Regions from separate parts of the Pan troglodytes genome. Here regions 1 and 2 are each linked to region 3. A link is a contact called in public HiChIP or PLAC-seq data. All regions are on one chromosome and are shown on one strand. Each heading gives the region's core, a stretch centred on a gene start, on an enhancer-like site or on the middle of the called end of the contact. The rest is flanking DNA. Distances are from core to core; before and after follow the strand shown.

Region 1 (4,368 bases), core at 1,491-3,990, 260 kb after region 3:
ATGAACCCCAGTGTCCTCAGCGAGTCCTTGAGTTCAAATGTGAGCCCCATGTTCCCCATGCGAGTCTGACTAACTCGGAGTCCCAGAATATAAGTGTGAATCGGAGTGAGCACGAGGGTCTTTGTGTGAGCCCCAGTGTGAGCCCTAGGACCCCAGTGAGATTCTGGGTGTGAGCTCTAGGTCTCAATGTAGATCTAAGCTAAAGGGTAAGACCGTGAATCTAAGCATGAGCCTACAGTCCCAGTGTGGGTCCCAGTGTGAGCAGAGTTCCAATGTGAGTCTATGTGGAAACTCCAGGACTGAAGTGTATCCCTGGATATGAGCCCCACAACGTAAGTGTCAGTCCATATGAATGTAAGCCCCTAGACCCTAGAAGGAGTTGAAGTGTCCCAGTGTGCATCTGAGTATGGATTCCAGAGCCCCCAGAAGTCCTGTGCATGAACTTTAAACTCCTAGTCTTTGTGTAGGCTCAGGGTCTCAGTTGGAGTATCAGCCCTGACAGTGTGAACCTTAGCTCCATCTCACCAATGCTGACCAGGAGCCCCTGGCACCAGCTGAGAGGATTTGTGTGGGTTGTGACAGTGGAGACAGAGAGGCATAGTTTGAGACACCTAGGCCCTTCTAGCCCCCAAGTCATTGCTAGCCCTACATCCCTGGGAATCTGCAATGGTTCAAGCCCCATTCCCACACGTGTAATGACACACCATCACACCCAGAGTTAGATACACAAAAATACACCTGGTGTTTCAGGCCCCTCGGACACACAGCAATTACAGATGCACAGACACACCCAGCATTTCACACTCGCACCACCTCAGTGACCACAGCCACACAAACACTCCCAGTGACACAGACACAAATTCACCAAGTATTACAGGCAGAACAACTAGTGTTAGAGACACAGTCCTACAGCGGCATGCAGACACACATCCAATGTTGCAGACAAGCTGCCAGGCACACAGACACACACAGACGCTTCTCAAAAAGAGAGACTAGACGGAAAGAAAGAAAATCCTGAATTTTCAACAAGGCGTGAAATAGTCCTGCCCGCCTGAAGCTACTGGAGGCGGGAGGGGGACAAGGGAGCGAGCAAGCGAGCGAGCTAACGCTGGAGGAGAGGCTCGGGAGAGGAGAGGAGCCGAGAGGGAGAGCTGTCCGTCTGGTGACCTCCCCACGGCCCAGCCCCCACGCACGCGGAGATACACTACTCGGAGCAACACAGGGACACCCAGACTGGCTCACACTGAGCCGCACTGGAGGAGACACACACGAGCAGACTCACAAAGAGACACTTGGGGATACACCATAGGCAGACTCGCACAAGCCAGGAAGACTTACAAAGAGACACACTGGAGGAGACCCACTACATGGAGATACATCCACGCGGACTGAAGAGAAAACCATGGGGACGCCGACCGACACACACACATGCACACACACACGCGCGCGCGGGCGCGCGGATTCACACGGACACACATGCACTGGCAGACGCGCAACCGTCGGTTCGCATCCCCGGGCGCTTTGAAGTCCAGATTTCTGCCCGAGAAAGAAGCCACCTTTGGGCGCGCAAAGGCCACTACGAACCCCCCCAAACCCAGGAATTTTTCCAGACCCCGCGCGTGCAGCTGAGGGGTGGGGAGAACAGGGACACTAGGACAAACCGCCGGAGCCACCTCCCTCTAGTCCACAGTCGGCCCCACCACCACCACCACGCCCAACCCCCGGAGCGCCCGGACGTAGGGGGCCGCTTCTCCAGCGCCCCCGCCCCCGAGTTTGCAGGCAAAGTTTCTCGTGAACTTTCCTGTCGCCCCCGTCCGTGGGCCCACGGGTGTCCCCTCACTCTTCCCGCGCGCATGAGGGCCGCCGGTCTGCTGGTCAGCCCGGGTCTGAGGTTCCGGCCGCGCGCACTCCGCCGCAGGGTACTCACCGCGCCCTCGGGCCACCCGGGCTTCGCGCCGCGCCTTCCGACCGCCCCCGGCAGCGAGCGAGGCAGGGAGCGCGGAGCTAGCACCGCCCGCCGGATCCCACCGCCGAGCCTCGCGCCGCGCCGGCTGGAGCCGCCGCCTCCGCTGCCGCTGCCGCTGCCGCCGCCGCCCGCTCTGCACCGGCTCTTCGGCGCTCGGCGGCTTTAACCCCCCCATCCTCCTCCCTCCCTCGCGCGCTCCCTCCCTCCTTCTCTCGCCCATGTGACCGCGGGCGCCCGCTCGGCCGCGCGCGCCCTCGCTCCCCTCCCCCTCTTGCCTTGTCTCCCCGCGCCTCCGCGGCCGCGCGCCACGACCCCTCCCCGCCACGGGCCCCGCGCGCCCCCGCCTTGGCACGCTCTCGCTCCTGGCACACGCGGTCCGCTCGCCCTGCGCGGGCCTGTGAGCCCCCACTCCCACTCGCCCAGCACTGGCACGCGCTCTGCCCCCCCGCTGGCACACTCGTCCGCACTGGCATGCGTGGCCCCCTCGCGTTCACCCTTTCTCGGGCGCGCCCTCAAGACGGCTGTGGTCCCCGTGCTTCACGCGCAGCCCCGGCCGCGGGTCTCGCAAACGCGCGCGCGCGCACACACACACACACACACACACACCCACTCCGCCCGCTCCCCTAGGGCGGCTGGGCGCGCACTCACCCCCGGGATCGCTCCTTCACACTCACTCTCCCTCTCGGCCTTAGCCAGGTCTCTCCTGCGCACACTCCCGCACGTTCAGGCCCTGACGGCCTCGCACCGACTCCCTGGCACACCCCGGGCCAACTCTCGGGGTCCTCCCTCCGGCGTCGCCGTGAGAGGAACGCGAGCCAGAACCCCCAACCCCCACTTTGGGCAGAAGAAGCCAGCCGGCTCCGCCTCTCCCCTATTGCTACTGCCCCCCGCAACGACTCCCCTCCCGGTCACCCCCTCGCGCGGGGGAAAGGGGCTTCCTTGACCGGGGATGGACCCTGCCGGGAGCCCAGGCCCATGCCTCCAGTGTCTCCGATGACACCAACACCACTACTCGCATGTTCCTCGCGCCCCGAGGACACACAGCCGGGGGAGAAGCCTCCACTGGAATGAAGGGGTAGGGAGGGTGCACTCTCAATGCCGGGCACAGGCGCACCCCTCGATAGGAGGCTCACTCCCTTCGCAGCCTGGGCCTCTGAGGGGCCGGGGTGTTCACTGCACTCGTCCCTGGGCCTCCGGTCTGGCTGCAACATAGGAGAGTAAGGTTAGACAACCTGACCAACTTCTGAGGCCACGTGAAAGCGCAATGGAGTGGCAATGGTAGAGGCAGAGACCGAGAAAGCCACCCCCGTCTCCACCCCTTGGATTTTTCACCTGACCCTTGGCCCATAATCCTGGGCCCTGCCCCTCCGGGGAGCTGCTCTAGGGCTGAGGGCGAGGAGAAGGGAGGGAAATGTCTCGCTGTTTCCTCACATCCTTCCCCAATAGGCTGCCTAGAGCGCCCGGGCCCTTTCCCAACAAATGCCTCAGGGACTCCCACTGCAGAGGAAAATCCTTCTTCCCGCCACGGCCTGGGCTTTTCACTTTCACTTCCGTGGCCACAGAATCCCCTTCCTACAACTGGCAGGGGTCGGCATGGGCTGGAGCTCAGAGACGGCCAGCTAGGACTTCAGGACACACAGCAAACTAGCTGCGCCCCGCTGAGGGCCAGCGCACAGCCGCCCACACAAGGTGTCCTCTCCCCGGGCTCTCTGGGCCGCCGGCCTCCTGCTTCCCGTGCCGCAGACCGGGATTAGACTGTGGACGCGGGGAAGGAAGGGGGCGTTGCGACGGGATCTTGAGGGGAGCAGGACTTGCCCCTGCCCCTGCGGCGAAGCTCTAGGCCCTGGCAAGGTTCGGTACACCGGGGGCCGCTCCTCCCCAGGGGGCTGACCGGCCTCGGCGCTCTAATCCGGCCGGGGAGGGGCGGACGGGGTGAAAATTGGCGAGTGGTTTGGGGAACGGACTTGACCTCCAGATGCCCTGGTGTCCCTGGCTCAGCCTCTTTCTGCCAGGTTGGGAGCAGTCGGGAATTCTGTCCCGGTCCAACGTCCCCCTCGGCCCCCGGGGACGCAGAGGCTGCTGTCGGCAGAGCAGCAGTCCACGGCTGCGGGGACAAGATCCGCACTGGGAGTCCGGGGTCCTGGAAGTGGATGTGTGGATGTCAGAAGATAAAGGAAGGGAAGAGGCGCACGTCGGACCTCTGTCCAGGCGTCAGTAGGTCAGCAGCTCCTCCCGGCGCGGGACCCAGCGGCCTCGAGCGCTTCCCCGGGGCCGAAGCGACACCTGGCGGACGGTGCGGGACGTGCGTTCCCTTCTGGCTGCTGCTCCTGCTCCGCGCTGAGGCCTCGGCCACCTACTGAACACCGGGTGCTGCCACCTCTCCACACAGCCGCCACCCGGCT
Region 2 (4,503 bases), core at 706-3,205, 280 kb after region 3:
GGTACCAGAGTCCATGCTCACAACCACTATACTATACTGTATGCTGCAGATGGAGAGAAATGTCTGACCTGGCAGTGTTCCTAAACCAGGCCAAAGCAGGGACAAATAACTATCCAGGGAATTAGATATATTCAGTACTGACTGAGGCTTCTTGTAGACACTACATTCTCCCAGCACCGGCCTGAGCCTACTACTCTTCCTCTGTCTTCACCCGATCAGCCCCCCGGGGTAAGGGCAGGGACTCCCATTTCTTTAATCCCACTCCACATAGCAGGCTGAGTAGAGGCTCATCAAATAGGTAGAAACTTTATTTCCTAAATCCCTCCCTGGACCTCTTTCAGAAGGCAGTTCAGATGTACTGTAGGTAGAAGGCAGAGGAAGCCCTTATTTAGCAATGCAGAACTTGGCAGAGGCCCCACATCTGTCATTCTTCACAGCAGTCCCTTCCCACATGCTAGAGGGAAGGGGAAGCATGATAGGGAGGTCCACTTTTGTGGACTCAAACCTTGATGGGGATGTTGAGCAGTCACAGCGCTTCTCAGAAAAGGCACAAGCACCCCAGACATTCAGGCCCGGAGAACAGGCTGGCTCAGCAGGTCTTCACGATCGGGTGTCTCGAGCCCTTCTTCGGGAACGAGGGCCACAGCTGGAGCTGGGCATGGAACCCAGGCCAGGGGGTGCTCCTGGGGGTTGGTAACCACACTCATTGGGGTCCAGGGGGTCCCGGCTGAGCAGCACCCACACTGCAGGCACATGGCGGCGCACTGTGAGGGGGTCTAGCCCTGTGTCAGGTGAGGCTGGGACCCAGCTGTCCTCAGTCTGAAGGAAACGTAGCTTGGTGAGCTGGTGCAGGCCTGGGACCCGCCGCTTGACAATCTCAGCGCAGCTGACAGCCTTTCCTGCAGCCCTGCCAGAACCTGAGAACACTACATGCCGTGCACTGCCGCCCTCCAACCGACCCAGAGCCAACCCCAGCAGGTTGCGAATTTTGCTGCCATCTCGGACCCGCATCTCAAGGGTATCAGGAGGTAGCTGGGGCATTGGGGAAGGCGCTGGGAGCTCTACAGAGCCAGCTTTCCGGTAGTGCTCCATCCTGCTTGCTGTCTTGTCTGTGACTCTCGCTGCCCACTGCAGGGAAGCATCAGGTAAGTGCTAAGCAATGTGCCCCAAGTCACTGTCCACCATCCCCTATCTCCATCCAGGATACGGCCCTGCTCCCCGTTCCAGACTTCCCAGAAACAGGATCATGTCCCCTCGTCCTTAGCATCTCGTGACAAGGTCCATGCCTGCCGCAGTCTGGGAAAGGGCTGTACCCCATACACCCCGTTCCTCTACAAGGGCCATAACACCCTCACCTCCAATCCTGGAGTCCAAGAGGCAGGATCACATTCCCCAAACACTGAGCTCTTTGGGAAAGTGCCAGGCCCCCTCATCCTAAACTCTCCAGGACTGGGGCTTAGCCCCCCTTATCCTGGACTCCTTGGAACAGGGCCTGGAACCCTCACCCCAGACTAATACCAATAGAGAGCGCTCCTCACTTGGGGCTCTACAAGGACAGGGACAAGGCCCTTCGCCCCAGGCCCCCCGGGAAACAGCCAAGAACCCTTATCCAGTGCTGCCCCCAAACAGAACGGACCCCCTCTCCCAGAGATTACCAGGGTCAATCTATATCAACCCAGGTCACTCAGAAACTCGGGGGCAGAGGCTCGACTCGGAGGGCTGCTCAGGATATTCCAAGACAGCCTTGGCCGTTTCCATAGCCACAGTCTCTTCCAGGGTCTTGCCGGCCGCTGCAGCCAAGCCACAGGCGTCCCCCCACCCTACGAGCGCCCCTCTGCCCGCCCGGTTCCGGCTCTCACCGAAGCCGCCTCACGCACGATCCGGAGCCAAGATGGCGCGCGGGCCCGGAGCGCACTAAGGCCGCGGGGCCGCGCACGCCCCGAGGGGGCGGGGCGTGAGGGGCGGGGCGTGAAGGACGGGCCCCGAGGCATCTCCGCCGCGGAAACAACCCGCTGGCCAGAGCGCCCCGGACCAGTCCCAGTGGGGATGGGAACACGAGCGCAGCCTCCGCTGTTACGCCCCGGAGGGAGGCAGGACAGTTCCCTGCGGTAGAAAGGAGCGGCCGTCGGGGAAGTCCTGCGTCTGAAGGAGGGGGATCTGGCCCTTAGAAGATGGGAGGGCTGGCGTTAGCTGTTGAGCAAACGGGGAGCTGTGGGTTTCACCGTGGGTGCGAACAAAGGCTTCAGTTTGTAGTGGCTGCTGTTGCATGGGCGAGAGCCTTAGTTACCGACTTCTGAGCTTCGACCTCATCCTGTGGGCGCTGGCGGACCACGGGGGTTTTCCGGGTTTTCCAGGGGCCAGTCGAACCAGATCTTGTGCAGGGAGCCGAGGAGGGAGTGGTGGGGAAATCGGGCCACAGCCCCTGACGACACCTGCCGCGGAGTCTGGGGGCTGAGGGGGCGGGGGTGCCCACGGAGCCTAGTATGGTGCCTGGCGTATGACCAGCGCTCAATATTTGTTAAATGATTTGTTACATTAATGAACCAGAGAAATCGCAGTGGGAATGGAAAAAAGATTAAGTTGGGAGATACTAGTAGGTTCAGTGACGAGTTGGCCACTGTTTGGACGGAGAAGTAGGAAATTCCGATCTAGGGTGACTCCCAGATTTCAGAGCGGTTTGGACACGCTGAATTTGAGGTGCCGGAGAGGTCGCAAAGGCGGGGCGGCCAGTGGGCCGTTGGAAAAAGGGTCTGGAGCCAGAGCACTCCCTGAGACCACAAGGGGGCAGCAAACATTTGGTGGACTACGGTGCCAAAATGTTTCTCAACATGCTTGCCCCAGCGCCCCTACTTCCCAACTTCCCCTCCCCAGGACCAAAACTTCCTGCATCCAAACCTCTTAGGCTGCCCTTCTCGGCTCGTGGCAGCAGGTAGGCTCCCAAGAGAGAAATTTAAAGGCCTTTGCACATGCTGCTCCCTTGGCTCTGAAAGTCCCTGGATATCACTTACCAGGTCCCTTCAGTCCCTTTTTTCTTCTGTGTCCACCTGATAGGACTGCCCTTTTCCTTTACTGTCTATCCTGCTAGCCCGTGCAGGGCAGGGATTAGCCCTATCTACTCCCATCATCTGACATTTGGAGGTCTCTTATTGGTAAATGTGGGATAAATGGATACATAAAGGAATATCCTATTCACACAATCAAATGAGAGCCTTCATCTTGAGAGCTCTACACCTGCCAGAAAGCCAGACCAGGATGAGTTTACTTCCCAGTCAAACGATTAGGCAGGCTGACACCTCTGCCCCCTACCACCTCCATCCTAGACCAAGAAGCCAGCACACTCCTCCAGTCATCTCTATGGTTTATTGTCACTGAAATAAGAACACTGATTGGGGGGAGGGTGGGTGTTGCAAATTGCAAACCTCAGGTAACCTGACCTCCAACTTTAGAGCCCAGAGTACAGAGAGGTGGGCCTTGAAGCCAATAAATACAAAGCTTCCTCTGCCTTGTAACAAAGGCAGGTTGGCATAGGGCCCTGGAGCCTGACTGCCCAGGCCCACTTTGGGATGGGGAGCAGCTATCACTCCTCTGCTGGCTTCACTTGCGTGGCGGCCTCTAGCTGGCAAAGTAGCTCATCCCACTGCACGAATTGCTTGGAGAGAAGCATTGTCTGGTTGTAGGTCAAGGTGAGAATAGGAATCTGAGTGAGGAAGTTCATGGAAAGTGGGGAACAGGCAAACATAGGTGGGTAGGATAGGATGAGAGAGAGCTAGAGGTGGAATAAAAGGACAGGGCTTAGGGACAGCACCCATTAGGGTCCTAGTTGAGCAGAAAGGATACAGTCTTGTTGTATTCCTCCAGGAGAGCCTTGGACTCCTCAGTGATCTCCACACACTGGTCCTGTAGGGCCAAAGTGTAGCACAGAAAGGAACTGGGCAAAGCCCACATCTTCCACTAAACTTCCTGCCTCATCACGGACTCCCACTCCCCATGGAGCCTAAAAAAGATGACGCTTAACCCCAAAGCCAAAGGAGCAAATGGCTATGGGAGCACTTTCAGGCTCCAGGATGGGTGCCCTAACAGCAGTCCAAAGACTGATGGAAAAGGGAGTGGCCATACATTAAGTAAACATTCCCCCTAGTGTATGTCTCTTCTTCTGTCCTTATTTCTGAACTCTCTTTGAACTTTACACTAGGGCCTGGGAATAGTGAAAAAAGAGCCCCTCTACCCACAGTCAATGACATACCATCCCCAGGAATTCTTGGGTACCTCCCAGCCTCAACCTTATGGTGTCCCAATAAAGTCCTGCTCTGGAAGCAGAAAGTTTGTACATGAACCTAGGCAAGTCCCTTTACCTCCCTGGGGCATATGCAAGATAAAGGATAAACCCCAAAGTTTCTGCTGAGGTTACAACAGAAAGGCCTGAAGCTGCTTCCCCAGGTGGCATGAGTTGGGATGAGGTGCTGCGCCACCTCCATCTTCGCTTCTAGTCATCTCCCCTCCCAT
Region 3 (4,461 bases), core at 1,276-3,775:
TGGATCACAGCAGGTGGGCAAAAGTGGAAACAGGGAGATCATTTAGGAAGCTACTGCATTGAACTGACAAAAAAAAAAAAATGCTGACTTGGAAAAAATGTTTCCTTTCATGAGGGTTAATTAGAATAATGTAAATTAACTGCTACATTCAGTGTCTGATATATAAACACTCAACAATATATTATACTATTATTATTAGTTTATACCTACAGAAAACTCTTCTTATTCAACACGATATGAACATCAAAACCCTTGAGACAGTAACTTGGGAGGTATACAACGACAATACACTCAAGGTTTAAGAAGTAGAACTCTATTATTTATTTAACAAAATGTGTTGAGGATCTACACTGTGCAAATTATAAACTGGTTTGCTGAGCCAGCATAGGGAAACTGCATTAATATATCAGGCATCATAGAATACTAGATCTGGAAGGGATCTAGAAGAGTTCAGCCCCTCACTTTACGACAAAAGAGCAGCCCAGAGAAAGAAACTGTCGTTCTCCCTAAACTAAAAACTGAGAGGCTCATACCTTAGGTTGCCCCAAGGACACACTCTGAATAACTAAAGATTTTCATTAACAATATAAAACCACAAATTTTAAATAAAATGCTATCTTAGCAGTAATGTGCTACACTAAGAAAAATGTAATATGTATATAAAGCCCTGGATACAGTGCTTTGTATGGGGTGAACACTCAATAAATGGTAACTACTACTTTCAGCAGCTAAAAAAAAAGTCTGTATGGTCTTTGGAAGGCTGAGAGTGTGTGGTCTACCTGACATCAACTACTTGACTTGAGAGTAGAGCCACAGGAATTTTAATCTAATTCAATTCTTTGATTTTCCAGATGGAAAAAATGAGGTCCAAAGGGGCTAGATTCAGGCGTTCAAGGCTGCGGTGAGCTATTATCATGCTAGTGCACTACAGCCTGGGTGACAGAGCAAGACATTTTCTCTAATAAAAATAAAAATAATAATAATAATAACAAATGGACTAAATGACTTGCAAAGCCACCCACAGTGAATTAGAGACAGAGACAGAGCCAAAGCCAAACCCACATGTAGTGGGTTTCCACTACATGTCACAGCTATAAGGTAGTGTTTCGAACTTTTATAAAAGGGTAACAAGAACATAGCTGCAGTACTGAACTTTTTCACTCGTTTTATTAAGGCCACCAGTGAGCTATGAATTTGATATAAGGAGCAATCACACCAACAATCAGGCTGTGAATATATAATCCATGAGTTAACAACGAAACAGTCTTAGGAACGCAATTCTATCATAGACACCTGATGAATAGATGGAGTTCACCTGAGCAGCTGTTACATGCACTTCAATAGACTACAAAGGCTCTCTACTTGTAGAATACAAGTACAAAGAAGATGCTTTAAAACATTTTCCAAAGCACACTTAAAATGTGACAATATCTGCCGGTCACTAAGAAGCTAAAGGGAGATAAATTATCTTGGCATACAGCAACAGAATGGTTTATTTTAAGCAAAGACTAAAAGGAGTCTAATAAAATTATTGGGAGACCAAGGCTAAAAGCCACAGATGCAGGAAGAGTTGCAGCAACCAATCCAAAAAAGTGTAGCCTTTCACAAAGAGTAGAAAGGCCAGCCGTGGACTGTGTGTGGACTTTTAGGTCCTTTTGCATTGAAGATTAGGGTGGCCTCCCCCTAGCCTCGAAATAAAAAATCGTCTCTGAAGCAGAGAGACAAGGCAGGGCATGAAGAGGAATCCAATCTATTTCTTGTAAATTAAATTCAACTCAACAAATATTTCCTGAAAATCTACTATGTGCAAGACATTGTGAACGATGCTTGCCTTACCTCAAAGGCTTCAAAATTTTATGGGAAAAGGGAAGCGAACGGGCTTCCCGGAAGTAAACAACCCAAGGGCGAATAGAAATGCCCTAAAAGAGGTGCCGGTCAGGCTTATAGGTTCAAAAGCAAGAAGACTTTGGGACTCAAGAGTTTAGTCTCCCAAAGTGAGAGAAGTGGCGTTCAAGATAATTGCTGAAGAAAAGGCAGAGATATGGGGATGAAAGATAGGAAAGTAGGTGAACTTTAGGAAGAGCCAAGAGGGGCCAACTCTCGGTTCCCTCACAACTGCCAGTTTCCTCCCGCGCTCAGCCGACGTCACGCGCACCCGTGTCCGCGGGCAGGCGCTACGGTTCCGGACCAGACCTACCCCTTTTCTATTCTCCCCGCCCTTTCTCACCTCGGTCCAAACTCCTCGGTCTGCCCTGTCTGAGAAGAGGAGAAGACAATGCCGTCGGGAGTGAGCCCCAAAGCCCGCAACCTAACAGTCCCGTCAACCCGGGAGCCACCGGCGGCGGCCAGGCCGTATCTCCATGGCAACACCGCCAAGCGCCAGTTCGAACGCCCGCGCTGTGGCCCGCGCGTCGCCAGTCCCGCACCGCCCACCAATGGGCATCCAAGGAATCGGTTGACGTTCGTTGACTTCTCCTCTGGAAGACCAATCAGAGGTCTGAAGAAACCGTGGGCGTAACTCTCAATTTCCGACCCTCAGCCAATCGTTCCGCTTGAGGGAAGATCTCGCGACGTTTCAGTGTGAGACGCGCACCTTTGAGGCGGGTCGAAGATCCTTCTGCCGAATTCTATTGATGGGCCCAAGCGTAACCAGGCTCTTCTGATTGGCCGGTGTACTTCAGTTTCCGTCCAAGGTCCGCCTCCTACCTCCTTCTGCTTCGGGTGAGTACCCTTAGGGCCCACTTGATTTTAGTTCTCAGTGGAGGAAATGAGCCTTGGAGCGATGGGAATCTGCCTCTGGCAAACCTCTGGTCGCTGCAGGGCCCGAGATGGATGCGCCCTCCTCTAAGTTGGCAGTGAGGTGTGGGCAGGCCAGGTCCCATCCGCTCTCAGGACCTCAGTTTTCCTGTCTGCACCGGGAGAAGGGAGGTTCCCTGACTCTGTGAGCCTTGCTTGTCCCCGTCCGAGTGGGGATAGGGTGGGTCGTCCAAATCCCAGAGGCGGGAGAGGTCCAGGTTTAGAGCCCAGAGGCCCGGGCGCCGAACCTTCCCCTCCCTGGGCCTCAGTTTCACTTGTTGCTACCCATTAAACCCCGCCTGCTTTCCAAAAGAGATTTTATGTTTTCTAATTGCTTCAGTTATTGAATGGATAATATCGTGGCAGTTATAGCAGAAGTAAAGGAAGTCGAACAAGAGCCCCACCGCCTTAAACAAACAAACAAAAAAGGGACAGCGTAAACAATGCAGGCCGGGTGCGGTGGCTCACGCCTGTAATCCCAGCATTTTGGGAGGCCAAGGCGGGCGGATCACGAGGTCAGGAGATCGAGACCATCCTGGCTAACACGGTGAAACCCCGTCTCTACTAAACAAAATACAAAAATTAGCCAGGCGTCGTGGCGGGCACGTATAGTCCCTGCTACTCGGGAGGCTGAGGCAGGAGAATGGCATGAACCCAGGAGGCGGAGCTTGCAGGGAGCGGAGGTCGCGCCACTGCACTCCAGCCTGGGCGACAGAGCGAGACTCCGTCTCAAAAACAAAACAAAAACTGAATGCAATCAAATTGTCAAATGTAAAACGCTATTATAGAGTTAAGGTTAAGATCATTGATGTTAGGAGTCAGGCAGACCTACGTTTGAGTCACTTACCCAGACATCTCTGAGCTATAGTTCCCTTTCTACTCTTCTGAAAAATGGCAGTAATGCCTCAGCGGGTTGTTGTGAAGATTAAGTGAAATAATGAAGGTAAAGCACTTGACACAACGCCTGGCGAGTAGTAACTTCTTAAAAAATGGTAGCGGCCGGGCGCGGTGGCTCACGCCTGTAATCCTAGCACTTTGGGAGGCCGAGGCGGGCGGATCACGAGGTCAGGAGATCGAGACCATCCTGGCTGACACGGTGAAACCCCGTCCCTACTAAAAACACAAAAAATTAGCCGGGCGTGGTGGCGGGCGCCTGTGGTCCCAGCTACTCGGGAGGCTGAGGCAGGAGAATGGCACGAACCCGGGAGGCGGAGTTTGCAGAGAGCAGAGATCGCACCACTGCACTCCAGCCTGGGCGACAGAGCGAGACTCTGTCTCAAAAAAAAAAAAAAAGGTAGCTATTATTCTTATAATAAGAACAGGCAAATAACGCTAGTCAGTGCGTTGGTGTACTTTTTGTAACTGAGTACCCAATTTTGCCCAAAATTAGTCAGTTAAGGGAAAAAAGGTAATTCTTACTAATAAGGAAACAAATCCATTCTTCAAAAGATAAATTATTTTTCTAGTTTCTATATTAAAAGGAATTTATGCTGTGGGACCTTATAAGGAATATATATACTGTGGTGAACAGTGTTGAGCAGTTTAACAGACAAGATGAAAAGTCATTTCTTTAAAACAGAGAAGCTTTCTGATGATCTTTTATGACACACGGGTAACAGTAACTCATATATTTAGTACCTCTGATAATGTCAGACCCTCTATATA

Evidence for each region. HiChIP or PLAC-seq counts read pairs in DNA pulled down with a chosen protein or histone mark.
Region 1: a contact with region 3 is called in an H3K4me3 HiChIP or PLAC-seq map of stem cell-derived excitatory neurons, with 4 times the contacts expected there. The contact joins the promoter of CNTFR here to the promoter of NUDT2 in region 3. A contact is called at or near these places in 3 of 7 Hi-C or Micro-C datasets (blood, induced pluripotent stem cells and stem cell-derived neural progenitor cells) and 1 of 1 datasets of contacts at active chromatin or transcription factors (stem cell-derived excitatory neurons).
Region 2: a contact with region 3 is called in an H3K4me3 HiChIP or PLAC-seq map of stem cell-derived excitatory neurons, with 5 times the contacts expected there. The contact joins the promoter of RPP25L here to the promoter of NUDT2 in region 3. A contact is called at or near these places in 2 of 7 Hi-C or Micro-C datasets (blood and stem cell-derived neural progenitor cells) and 1 of 1 datasets of contacts at active chromatin or transcription factors (stem cell-derived excitatory neurons).

The regions. Positions count from the first base shown.
Region 1 is chr11:81,406,264-81,410,631 of NHGRI_mPanTro3-v2.0_pri, reverse strand. CNTFR (ciliary neurotrophic factor receptor) reads right to left here and starts at 2,740. Exons shown (of 10, transcript XM_016960773.4): 1 at 2,615-2,740.
Region 2 is chr11:81,383,513-81,388,015 of NHGRI_mPanTro3-v2.0_pri, reverse strand. It overlaps RPP25L (ribonuclease P/MRP subunit p25 like), which reads right to left and starts at 1,955. Exons shown (of 2, transcript XM_001161736.5): 1 at 1,860-1,955; 2 at 291-1,128. The coding sequence starts at 1,092. The coding sequence ends at 601. DCTN3 (dynactin subunit 3) reads right to left here. Exons shown (of 6, transcript XM_009456523.3): 5 at 3,838-3,897; 6 at 3,347-3,667. The coding sequence ends at 3,578.
Region 3 is chr11:81,667,241-81,671,701 of NHGRI_mPanTro3-v2.0_pri, reverse strand. NUDT2 (nudix hydrolase 2) reads left to right here and starts at 2,525. Exons shown (of 4, transcript XM_001160435.7): 1 at 2,525-2,721. KIF24 (kinesin family member 24) reads right to left here and starts at 2,437. Exons shown (of 13, transcript XM_003312047.7): 1 at 2,228-2,437.